2 separate regions of the Danio rerio genome follow, and region 1 is linked to region 2. The links are chromatin contacts, called in public Hi-C maps. All regions are on one chromosome and are shown on one strand. The core of a region is the stretch at or near the end of the contact, and the rest is flanking DNA. Distances in the headings are between cores, read along the strand shown. Region 1 overlaps arhgap12b (Rho GTPase activating protein 12b). Region 2 holds the start of tap2t (transporter associated with antigen processing, subunit type t, teleost specific).

Region 1 (6,102 bases), core at 1,406-3,905, 120 kb before region 2:
GTATGCTTTAGGATATTTTCCACAAAAAATACACTAAAAAGTTCACAGTTCAGTGTAAAATAAAAAAATAAAAAATAATAAATAAATAAAATCCTGCATTTATGCCTGGTGTTTGGCATTCATGCTTTTAATTCTGAACCTAAAACAAAACAAAACCAATGTCTTTTAAGTTGCATAACGTGACATTAATTCAAAACTGATTTACTTTATTAAGCTGTTTGGTCAGAACTGTGTGCATGTATAGTGTGTCCACTGTCATAGTGGAGTGATATAGCCTCAACAAAAATATATATTTTTTAATTTCCTGACGTTAAAATAGGACCCAAATCCCAGTGATTTCAAGGCCCACTGCAACAGTGCGGTTTTCCCTACCCACCGAATTGATTGACAGCCGCCATGTTTCCATAATAACATGTATACACATATCCACAGAACTTTTTTTGCAAATAAACTGGGATTCAAATATTTGTTCCATCTCACCACAACCACATGGTGTCAGTAAACGCTATTATGTGTGTGTACTGCATTTATGTGAAACTCATCATTTCAGAAAGGCTTGAATAAACTCCACCACAAATACATCAAATAAACTTACTTAGTATTTTTGATTATGAACTGTATTTCAGCTTCATCCGAGTCTTTCTCTGTCACCGACTGCTGTTTATCTGACGTAATGCATGATGAGAAGCAGACACACATAGTAACGGTGGGTGTGAAAAAGCAGCTCAATCAAATTTAAAGCCACAGGCTGCAAAAACAGCTACAGTATACTCAGACAGCAAAGTGGGCAGATTCTGGATCTGATGAGTATTTTGAGCTGAAACTTTACAGACACATTCTGGAGACACCAATGGCTTATCTTACATCTTGTAAAAGGGGTAAAATAGGTGCCATTTAAATTCATGAAATTAACTGATCTTGAATCAATCTTTCATCAATATTCGATATACTGGAGAGGTGGGTTCTGTTCACATTTTCCCACATTTACCTGGAATTTAAAACAAACATAAAGACATTTACATTAATATACAAATTAATGGCTATAAATTACTTTTTGTTATTTCACTATTTCTAAACTAAAGTTTGCTCTTCTTTTCTAGAAATACTTAAAACTTTTGTATTAAATGTATATACAGTTGTAGTCAGAATTATTAGCCCCACTATGATTTTTTTTCTTTTTTTAAATATTACTCACATGATGTTTAAAAGAGCAAGGAAATTTTCACATGTCTGATAATATTTTTTCTTCTGGAGAAAGTCTTATTTGTTTTATTTTGGGCTAGAATAAAATCAGTTTTTATTTAAAAAAAAAAAAAACGTTTTAAGGTAAATATTATTAACCCCTGTAAGCTATATATTTTTTCAATAGTCTACAGAACAAACCATCGTTATACAATAACTTGCCTAATCACCCTAACCTGTCTAGTTAACCTAATTAACCTAGTTAAGCCTTTAAATGTCACTTTAAGCTGTATAGAAGTGTCCTGAAAAATATCTAGACAAATATTATTTACTGTCATCATGACAAAGATAAAATAAATCAGTTATTAGAAATGAGTTATTAAACTATTATGATTAGAAATGTGTTGAAAAAAAATTAAGGGGTTAATAATTTAGGGGGGCTAATAATTCTGACTTCAACTGTATACTCAACTGAATAGAGAATCAAGTTTTGATATGTCAGAGAACAACCCAGACCGCAGTCCTAAAAAACATTTATTTTTATTAACATCAAGCACAGAGTAATTTACTTAAAGTAAAACTGAAACATGTGACACTTGGGAAATCACCAAGAAAATTACTCAATCTCTCAAATGTGAGCACAATATGAAAGCTAGCTGCTTTACAAAAGATTTATTGAAATAAATAATAAATAAACACATAAATACACGTCACAGGATGTTTCGGATGAAAAAAAACAACTCTACTTAAATTATAAATAAACTGTAAAAAATATTATATGACAAAAAGTCATGAGAACGAATGTTTTTACATTACTTAAACTATATACAGCTAAAAAAATTATCGAAACCTGATTAACTTATTAAATTAAGTTAAATTAAATTAAGTTAAATGTAATATTTTTATTTTTATTTACTTTTATTTATGTTTAGTCAACAACTAGGGATCAGAGTTTTGGCCTAAAATCTAAATCTCGGTTAATTGAACGTTTTAGCTCAATGTCGATTATTTTATTAATTTTTTTGCTAATAGTTTTTGTACGGTAAATATGCATTTTTCTATGGTACAAGCTGCTCGTGTTACTTTCTTAGTTTTTAAGATGTCCAGCATCGACACGTTGGCGGAATAACATAACGGTGTGGGGTCATGTTGTAAGGAAAGTAATCGACCTGGAAAAATTCAATCAATTATAGGTTGTGAATGACAACTTCGATTATTTTTTAATGAATCGCCCAGCCCTAATGACAAAAAGTTCATTTGATTCAACAAAAAAATTACGCTAGGAAGATTTTTTTTTACAATGCATGGTTATAAAAATAACATTGCTTCCTTTTCTCACAAAGACCGCAGACACTACCCCTTACACAAAGACAGACTCACTCTTTTCCTCCTGGACTGAGTATGGATGACCAGTGTAACCTACATTTCCATCTGACCGCCTGCAGTCAGGATGCATCCGCTCAGCCACACATTAGCACATCTGTGACATATGCAGAGCCACACAGCCACATCCCCCAGAGCCCCCGAGGGTCTGTCTGTATCTACACTACGAGACCACAGCATCTAATGCAACTGTGTCGAGAACGACACAACCACACAAACACACAAACGAATCAATAAGTGTGGCTCCAGGAAGCTGATTTAGTAGCAGACAGCAAAGTTTATGGAAAATTTGAGCACCATTTCACAGCTCAGCTACTTCAGCAGTGCTCAAACTCTGATGGAGAGTCAACCAATTAACCTTTAGGTCTTGGGCGCACACAGTCTAATGCGGCGTGATCCCACACATACACAAACAGACCTCCTGTGCTCATCGCTGATGCTGGCCGTTTGTACAGCACTCAATGAGAATATGAGCCATCTGTCAGAGCAGCATAAAGAACATCTGTACACTCTCCTCACTCAAGCACTCTAACAGATGTCGGACAAAATGGGTGTAACTGCAATGTACTGTAGGTAAAGGTAAAAGCTAATTGTAAATAATGGTTTTATTTTTAATCTTCAGCTATATTTTGAAAGAAATATCCATCCATCTACACATCATCAATTCATTAATTCTTCAATTATCTATAATCCAACCAACAATCCCCAACAATCAATCGTCCACCTAACCATTGTCTATCCATCCAATCAACTATTCAATAATCGATTTGTCTCACATCCACCTATTTTATCTATCGTCCACCCATCAACCTGTATAATCCATCTAACATATGTCCATTTCCCTTTCATCTTTCTATCGATAATCCATCCAACCATCCAATCTTCCTTCATCAATCCACCACCTACCAATAATCCATCTTCCATCTATCCACCTATTATTCATCTTCCCTCATCACTCACCTTCCATCCGCTCATCATTTATCATTCATCCACCCATCAACCTAACTATGATCCATCTAACATTTGTGTATTCCCCTTTCATCCTTGTCACGAACGGGTGTTGAATCCAGGTCTCTGTTTTTGAGGGTGCTTTCACACTTGGTTCATTTGCCTGGACCGTACCCAAGATCGATTGTCTCCCCCTGCCACCTCCTCGGTTGGTTTGTGTTCACACTGTCTTTTTTCCTTCTGAACCCCTGTACGCTGGAAAGACTTCGGCACATCGCGGTCATTCAGCTTTTACTGAAGCTTTTGGTTTCGGACATACAGAAAGCGACTCGCGTCCATCTGCCGCAAAAATGTGACACACACACACAAACACGAACGAACGTTATGAAAATGATAGTTTGTTGTACAGTTGGCGGTTCACTTCCGTGATTTGGTACGATTGCAATCACATCAGAAGTGAACCGTACCAGAGTTTGCATGAATCGTACCCCAGACGACCTCTTTCAGGCGGACTCGGGTACGGTTCACAGGTGCGCATCCGAGTTCAGTAGACACGTTCACACTAGCTGAACGTACTGTACTATGATGTCAATCGAACCCGGGTGCGGACCAAAAGTGCTAGTGTGAAAGCACCCTGAGACTGGTGAGCAGAAACACTAAGTCACAGGGGCAGTTGAGGACCCAAACAAAACACTTAAAGTGGGGATCCAGAAAACAAGGATTTATTAAAAAAAAATCAACTTAGGGTGCTTTCACATCTGTAGTTCGCTTCATTTGGTCCGGACCAAGGGCAATAAATGATGCATTGTAGCATTTTCCGCCGTCTTTGGGTCGTTTTCACACCACACTGCTGGCTTTGGTCCGAACCAGATGAAAAGAACCAAAATGAAGTCATGTGACAAAATCCACATCACTCATTAGCCAGATGTTGTTGAAGATAGCTTATCGAGCATAGCTTAACTGCTTATCGATTGGTCAGAATTAACATGTGGGAAAAACATAAATGGAACTCCTGCAATTAAACAAACCGGCAGACACAAAATGTCGCTTTTAACTATGGAGCTACGACTGCGCTGACTGATTGTATCCCTGTTCATAGTATACTATATAGTTTGTATACATCACTTTAGACAAACTATACATTTCGAGAATAAAGTGCAGATGCGGCTGGAAAACAATGTTTTAATGCATCGCACGTCACTTCAGGAGCTAGGCGTGAATTAATTTTGCTAAACTGCGACATGGTCATCTTGCGGAAATATTACCAACGATCCATCAGGTAATGTTTTTTCCTCTCTCTCTCTCTCTCTCTGTTAGTAAAGCGCTCAGTGTTGCCAGATGTAGCGGACTAATTCCAGCCCAAAAACCATTTAAAACCTGCCGAAAACCAAAAAGCACTGCCCAACAATCTGGAGACTATTATAACCTGGTAAGAAGCTGAGGTGCGGGGGGTAGGGGGGTATGTAGTGTCCTTGAGAGATCACAACTGTTGTCTTCTCATCCGTCTATTAATCCAAACATAAACTTGTACATCCATCTATCCATCCACATATCAATCATCCATCCGCCTTCCATATATTAATCTATAATACATCCATCCAGTCTATACAACATCCACCTATTATTATTATTCATCTATCATATCCATTCGTCTTCCATCAACCCATCGTTTATTATTCATCCAACATATGAACCTACATATGATCCATCTATCATGACTCTTCCCCTTTCATTCTTCTATCAATAACCTATCCAATCATTTATTCATCCACATATAAATTAATTATTCATCTAAATCAATTCATCCACCTATTATTATTAATCTATCATATATTCATTTACATACCATCCACCCATCATCTACCATTTATTCACCCATTAACCTATTTATGATCCATCTAACATGTCCATTCATCCTTCCATCCATAACCCATCCACATATCGATCATCCATCTATCTTCCCTACATTAATCTATTATTCATCCATCAATCTATCCAATATCCACTATTATTATTCATCTATTATCCACCCAGTCATCTTTCATCAACCCATCATTTATCATTCATCCAGCCATCAATCTATCTATGATCCATCTATCATGACTATTTCCCTTTCATTCATTCATCAATAACCCATCCAACAAATCATTCATTCCTCCACTCAACCATCCATCCACATATCAATCATTCATCTATCCATCATCCATCTATTATTATTCATCTATCATCTTTTTATTCACATACAATCCACCCATCATCTACCATTTATTGACATATGTATATTCATCCTTCTATCAATAACCCATCCAACAAATCATTCAGTTATCCATCCACATATCAATCATCCATCTATCTTCCGTTCATTAATCTAGAATCCATCCAATCATTGAATCACAAATCCACCTATCAAACATAATTATATCCATCGTCCATCCATCATGTATTCTTCCTTCCATTAATCAATCAGTTATAATTCATCCAATATCAATCTACCTAATATGCATCCATCCAATAACAAATGAAGATATTTTGATGAATGCTTCAGTGTTTTTCTGTTTGCTGCCCAAAATTACGGTCAGTAGGACACAA
Region 2 (6,098 bases), core at 355-2,854:
CAGAAAGGACACTGACAGACTATCATTTTTATCACAAAGTGTAATACAATATATTTGCAGCAAAAAACAACAACAACATAAAAGTTTATTTCTGTACTTAGTTTAAATTTATTACTAAAGATGAATAAAGAAATTATCGACTGAAGAAAAGTCTTTTTTTTTTTTTTTTAATTAATTTCAAGAAGAATTATGTTTCAGCTTATGTGTTTTCTGTTTTGGAGAGAAGATTTTTTTCAACCCATTTGTAAACATAATACTTTTCAGTCCCTTAAAAAGGAAAACGTTAGATTTTTTTTGACTGTCATTTTGTGCATTTTTTTATATTAAATAAATAAATAAACAAACAAATAAATAAATAAATAAAATAAACCGTAACTTATCAGCCTTTTAATAAAAAAAATTAACAACTTATTCCAAAACACCTGTTTTTAGGTGTTTGTGTTCATGATGTGTGTGTGTTAACTACTGTGTGTGTGTGTGTGTGTGTGTGTGTGTGTGTGTGTGTGTGTGTGTGTTTGTTTGCTTGTGTGTATGTGTTTGTGTGTGTGTGTGTGTGTGTGTGTGTGTGTGCGCGCAATTGGATGTGTTAAATGCAGAGCACAATTTCTGATTATGGGGAGGTAAACTTGACCATTTTTTTCCAAAATAAAAAGATGCAAAGTTTATGATACACTGTTAAAAATTATATGATCAGTCCTGACAGCATATGTTTTTAGTTCATTGTAACTAAAATTAATTTAACTCACTGTTAACAAAGTTAATCATGTTCTAACTGAACTTTATAAGTTACACACACGGTTTTAAGTCATTTTAACATAATATAAGTCCAATGGACTCATATAATTAATTTGATTCAACTTAAAAATTTAGGCCTACCAGAATTTTTTACAGTAATATTATATTATATTATATTATATTATATTATATTATATTATATTATATTATATTATATTATATTATATTATATTATATTATATTATATTATACTATATTATATTATATTATATTTATTATATTATATTATATTTTTTTAATCTTTCTAATCAATATTTGATGTACTGTGTAGCCCTGTTGTGATCTTGGGCTTTGTCCTGACTTTTTTTTCTAATATTTTTTTAATAATGTGATTATTGTATTTAATTTATGTGTTTTTTATTTTATTATTATATATTTTCATTATTTTATGGTTTATATGTTTGATTTATATAATTAAATAGTGTTGAATATTTTTCTAAAGACTGTAAAACTGATATTTATGTAGTAAAAAGGATATTATTGATATTAATATAACCATGTGTTTTATATTGCAAAATACCTGAATTTACGCCACTCCTAGTGCAAAAAAAAAAACAAAAAAAAACAAAGCAGTTTAGTTTTGATGCTGTTGGCCATCCATCTTCGTTTTGTTCACATTGCAGATGTTTTTATGGCCGTGACAGGGTCTTAATCTGGTGAGATGTTTTGTTCTCGCCGCTTCTGTCCCTTTAAAGCTGAAATGACACTCAAGACTCGTGTTGTTTGTTAAACAGCGCGCTCTGCCGGTGACTTGAGGAACAGCAGCCATTTGGTCGACGACGAAAAACATCGTCATGAAACGTCATACGCAGTATATACAGAAATGAACGTGTTGTGTGCAAACTGCCTCGTCTTAAGCAAACTATGAACCTACTGTAAGTCGTTTTTAAGAAGTATCTTGCTATTTAACTCATACTGAAGCTGAAAACGGATCTGACGTCGCCCACAGCTGCGAAAGTGAAACCAAAAGTGATCCTGAGACAAAATGCAACGAGGACAACAGATGGTAAGCAGACTAAATCTATACTCTGTTTATTGCTTTTATCTTCAGATTTATTTACAGTTCGAAAGATTCATGCTGCTGAAAACATCTATAAGCAGCCTAAGCTGGTCAACAGCCTTTAGTTTGGTTAAAGTTGCTTGGTTCCGTTTTTTTATTTTATTTCAGGTGGTCTCAGATACCAGACTGCCTAATGTCAACCATGAACTGATTTACATCAGGAGTTTTAAACCTTTGTAATCGCAATATTACTAACTTAAACCTTTCTTGTGTCATATGTCAAAAACCTAAATAGGTAAGGCCATAACAGCACAAAGTTAACAGTGAGGCAAGGAGAAACTGAAAGCAGATACATTTGTCCAGTTTCCATTAATTGGTGACATGTTTCTCTTTTGATATGCTGGAATAGGACTGACCGATTTTTTTTAGCTGAATAGTGATTTATGATATATGTGTTTTTGTATTGTTTACATTTTTGTATATGGAAGGCAATCTGGTCAATGTACTTCAGTGAAACAATATTTATTTTTAGACCTTATACATGCAAAAATTGTGATTATAACCACGCAGGCTATGCTATTCATTATGTTTAAAAAGTTAGAACCACATGACATTTTAACATTGTATCATGACGATCTAAAAATAAAAACAACACTTTAATGGTTAACTCAAACTATTTTGATTACCCACCGCAATCGTCACTTTACAAATACTGCTACCAAAACAATACAATTACAAACAACAATATAATACAATACATTACTTTTTAATACATTACTTACATTACAAATACAACAATGAAATACATTACTTGCAGGTTTAACATTCTACATTTGGCACATTTATTGTGCTCTGCCTGATTAGTGTGCAACATGTCTATTTTCACTTTAATCTTTACCTTAAACCATAGGTCTCAAACTCAATTGCTGGAGGGCTGCAGTTCTGCACAGTTTTGCTTCAATCCTAATCAAACACAGCCAATCCAACTAGTCAAGATGTTCAAGACTACTAGAGACTATTAAGCAGGTGTGAGTTGAAGGTTGTTGGAGCTAAACCAAAGGTCTTAAACTCAATTCCTGGAGGGCCGGAGCTCTGCACAGTTTTGCTCCAGTCCTATTTAAACACACCTAATCCAACTAATTAAGGTGTTCAAGAGTAGACTCGACCACCTTGATTAGTTGTATCAGGTGTGTTTGATGAGGGTTGGAGCAAAACCGTTTGAGTTTGAGACCTATGAGCTAAACTATGCAGAGCTGCAGCCCTCCAGGAATTGAGTTTGAGACCTTTGCCTTAAACCTTTATAGTCAAAATAGATTTTTGACATAGATTTTTGTTTTGCCACAACAATCCACAGGTCGTATTTAACCCAAATTCTTAACAATGTTCGCAGTAAACTAGATTGGATCATGGTTTATCTTTTGCATCAGGTTTAAGATGGATTCAGATCAGGCTCATGTCAGCGTCTCCAGGGTTGTCCTGGTCCACTTCTGTCTGCTGTTCTGTGATCTTCTCTTCTGGGCTTGTGTATGGGCGATACTGCTGTGGCTGGATGGAGAGGGCAGTCTAGATCTATGGTGCCTGTGGGCTCTCAGGACCATCACCTTCGCCGGGCTTTATTTATTGAGCACACTTGTCCCAGAAAGCAACCTTAAACCTCTCCTGAAGCGCTGGGTCGCACTGTTGAGCTTCTTACCTCCAGTGTTCGACAGTATGCAGATATTGCTGGATGGCACCCTGAGGGGCTTCAATCCTGTTCCTGATCCTGGTATGGTGATTCTCAGCTCTGCTACGTCGATCCTCATTTATATGGTGTGGGAAATGGCCTTCCCACATGGTGGATCATCTAAGGGTGGCAGAAACCAGAAGAAAGATGAAGAGGCCAGAGCACTTTTAATGAGGGTCATTCGCTACTCCAGGCTTGATTATCTTTATCTAGGAGCTGCTTTTATCTTCCTCAGCTTGGCGGCACTGTGTGAGTCTTTATCCTAATTTATCTGAACTAATCCTTGATTTTTTTAATGCACAAGGTTTTTCTTTTAACTAGATAGAAGAAACTATATTATCTTATAAAACAGATAGTTCCAGTGTTCTTTCATTTTGTCCTACCTTGTCAGAATTTCCTACCTCCCATTCAAAAAGTAGGTAGATAACACAATATGCTACCCATCAGATTTTGCTACCAGTGTAAATTTTAATGTGCAGTAGTGTGATATGAAGCTGCAATATCGCAAGGCATGGGCTGGTATAAGATTCTGACAGTAAGATGACCTTGAATAAAAATATCACGGTACCACAGTGTTGTGATTACTGCTCTAAAATACACTTTTTTTAAATGTCGGGGTAAAAACTAAAACTTTTTTTAGTTTTTGAAAACAATATATTTTATTTTTTAAAAGATTTATAATATTTTGGAGCAGTAAACATGTCAGGCTAAATAATTTAAATGAATCATTGAAATCAGATTTCTTTTCAATTTAAAACGGCATATTTGGATATTTTTTTCTGCTAAAAATACTGTTGTCTTAACAAACAAAACAAAAAATGTAAATATAAAATCTTATACATACCTTAGGGATGGTATTACAGAAAATTTTAGAGATTTTAAACCCTTAATTTTTCCACACCGCGGTATACCTCGAAAACGGTTATCATCCCATGCCTAAATATCGCCCTAACCTACCTAATCCCTAAGCCCAACCTCAAAACCATTCGAATACAGTGTTAGTAGCATAATCTGATGGGTAGGATAAAATGTAAGGACACCGGACCTTGATTCTATTTGGTTGATTCGAGTTTAATGATGCAAAAACTTTCTCTAAACGTACAACTGTAAGTGCAGTGTAAATAACTGTTTTATAAAATCAGTAGATTTTGTGAAGCTGTGGATTAGTTAATAAGAGTAATATTGGACTACAGGCCATTGGTTTATTAAAATATTGCAGTCTGCATTGTGCATGTGGAGTGCATTATTTTTAAATAATTCAATAGACCAGAGTTAATTATTCTGCATATACTATGTTTACCACGCATAAAAGACTTTCAGATTAAGTTTGTCAAGTCATTTGTCAGTTTTTTTCTTCTTAAACCTCTTCTTTGTGGGACTAGTTTCTTACACATTTTATGTTAAGCCTTTATTGGTTGATTGATTGACAGTTGTAGAGTGTAAAATAACTGAAATCATTTGGTGTAGTATACACTGTAAAATAATGCTGCGTTCAACAAAACCAATTTGTGTTGGGACTACATGAAGGAATTAAGTTAGTTTAGTAATTTATACAAATGTAAGTGTATTGAACTTTAAACAATTAAGTTGTCCCCCAGTAAACTTAAGAACTGTGTTGTTTCAGCTTATTTTATATATGTAGTTCAAACTAACAGCAAACATTATTTTTTTAGTGTATAGGGAATTGTAATGCAGTTAAGACCTGCCTGAAATTATTTTAGCTGTGCCTTTTTCTGAATACAAGTGCGTAACCTAGATCATCAGCCAATCAGAATCAAGCATTCAACAGTCCCCATAGTATAAAGAGAACTAAAAATTTTAAAAAAGAAGGCCTCTTAGCTGTTATAAAAGGTCATGCTTATTGCTTTAATCATTTGCAGTAGATGATAATACCAGAATAATACAAAAAAAAGGTGACCTAATGGAATGTGATGGTTTTATTTTATAGTTGAGACGTTCATCCCATACTGTACTGGAAAGGTTATTGACATATTGAGTGGAAAATACCAGCACAGCAACTTCACTTGGGCCATTTTACTCTTGGCACTGTGCTCACTTGGAAGGTTAGAGATTCTTATGTAAATGTATTCAGATATTTAAAAGTAATGTCTTCTTGCACTGATTGGTTGTCTTCTGGAATAAAATGCTGATGTGTTGTGTTTTTTAGCTCTATGTTCAGCGGTCTTCGCGGAGGGATGTTCATGTTTAGCCTCAACAGACTGAACAAGAGAATACGGAATTTGCTGTTCCAGAATGTCATGAAGCAGGAGATAGACTTCTTTGATGAAATCAAACCAGGTAAACCAAAGAGGCCTAATTGTGTGACGTCTTTTTTGGAGGATTCTTGACAGTCAAAACAAACTATTCTAAATATTGACATAAATTACATTAATGATAATATGTACTTATTTTTATAACAATTTTTATTTTGTACACTAGAAAATCAATGTCAGCATCAGTTCTGATTTAACAGAGGCCAGCTAGCAAAGTGCTGTGCAGGTAAACCATGGTATTTAGTCTCCTTGACTAGTCAACTGACTCCCATGCGGAGAGTTGCCGGTTCGATATCAGCTCGGAGCG

The links. A called contact is a pair of places that touch in the nucleus more often than the background predicts.
Region 1: a Hi-C map of skeletal muscle shows a contact between it and region 2, with 4 times the contacts expected there. The contact joins the enhancer-like site here to the promoter of tap2t in region 2. A contact is called at or near these places in 4 of 18 Hi-C or Micro-C datasets (caudal fin, embryo, hematopoietic stem cells and 1 more) and 1 of 4 datasets of contacts at active chromatin or transcription factors (caudal fin).

Annotation. Positions count from the first base shown.
Region 1 is chr12:28,479,399-28,485,500 of GRCz12tu, reverse strand. The region is part of intron 2 of arhgap12b (Rho GTPase activating protein 12b); the gene reads right to left. Among named protein-coding and RNA genes, the nearest start is that of arhgap12b, 60 kb to the right of the region's middle. Within about 2 kb of position 2,655, at least 7 of the 62 cell types and tissues checked have an H3K27ac peak or open chromatin away from gene starts, as enhancers often do.
Region 2 is chr12:28,355,241-28,361,338 of GRCz12tu, reverse strand. tap2t (transporter associated with antigen processing, subunit type t, teleost specific) reads left to right here and starts at 1,604. Exons shown (of 13, transcript XM_009306749.5): 1 at 1,604-1,801; 2 at 3,186-3,767; 3 at 5,467-5,581; 4 at 5,686-5,816. The coding sequence starts at 3,230.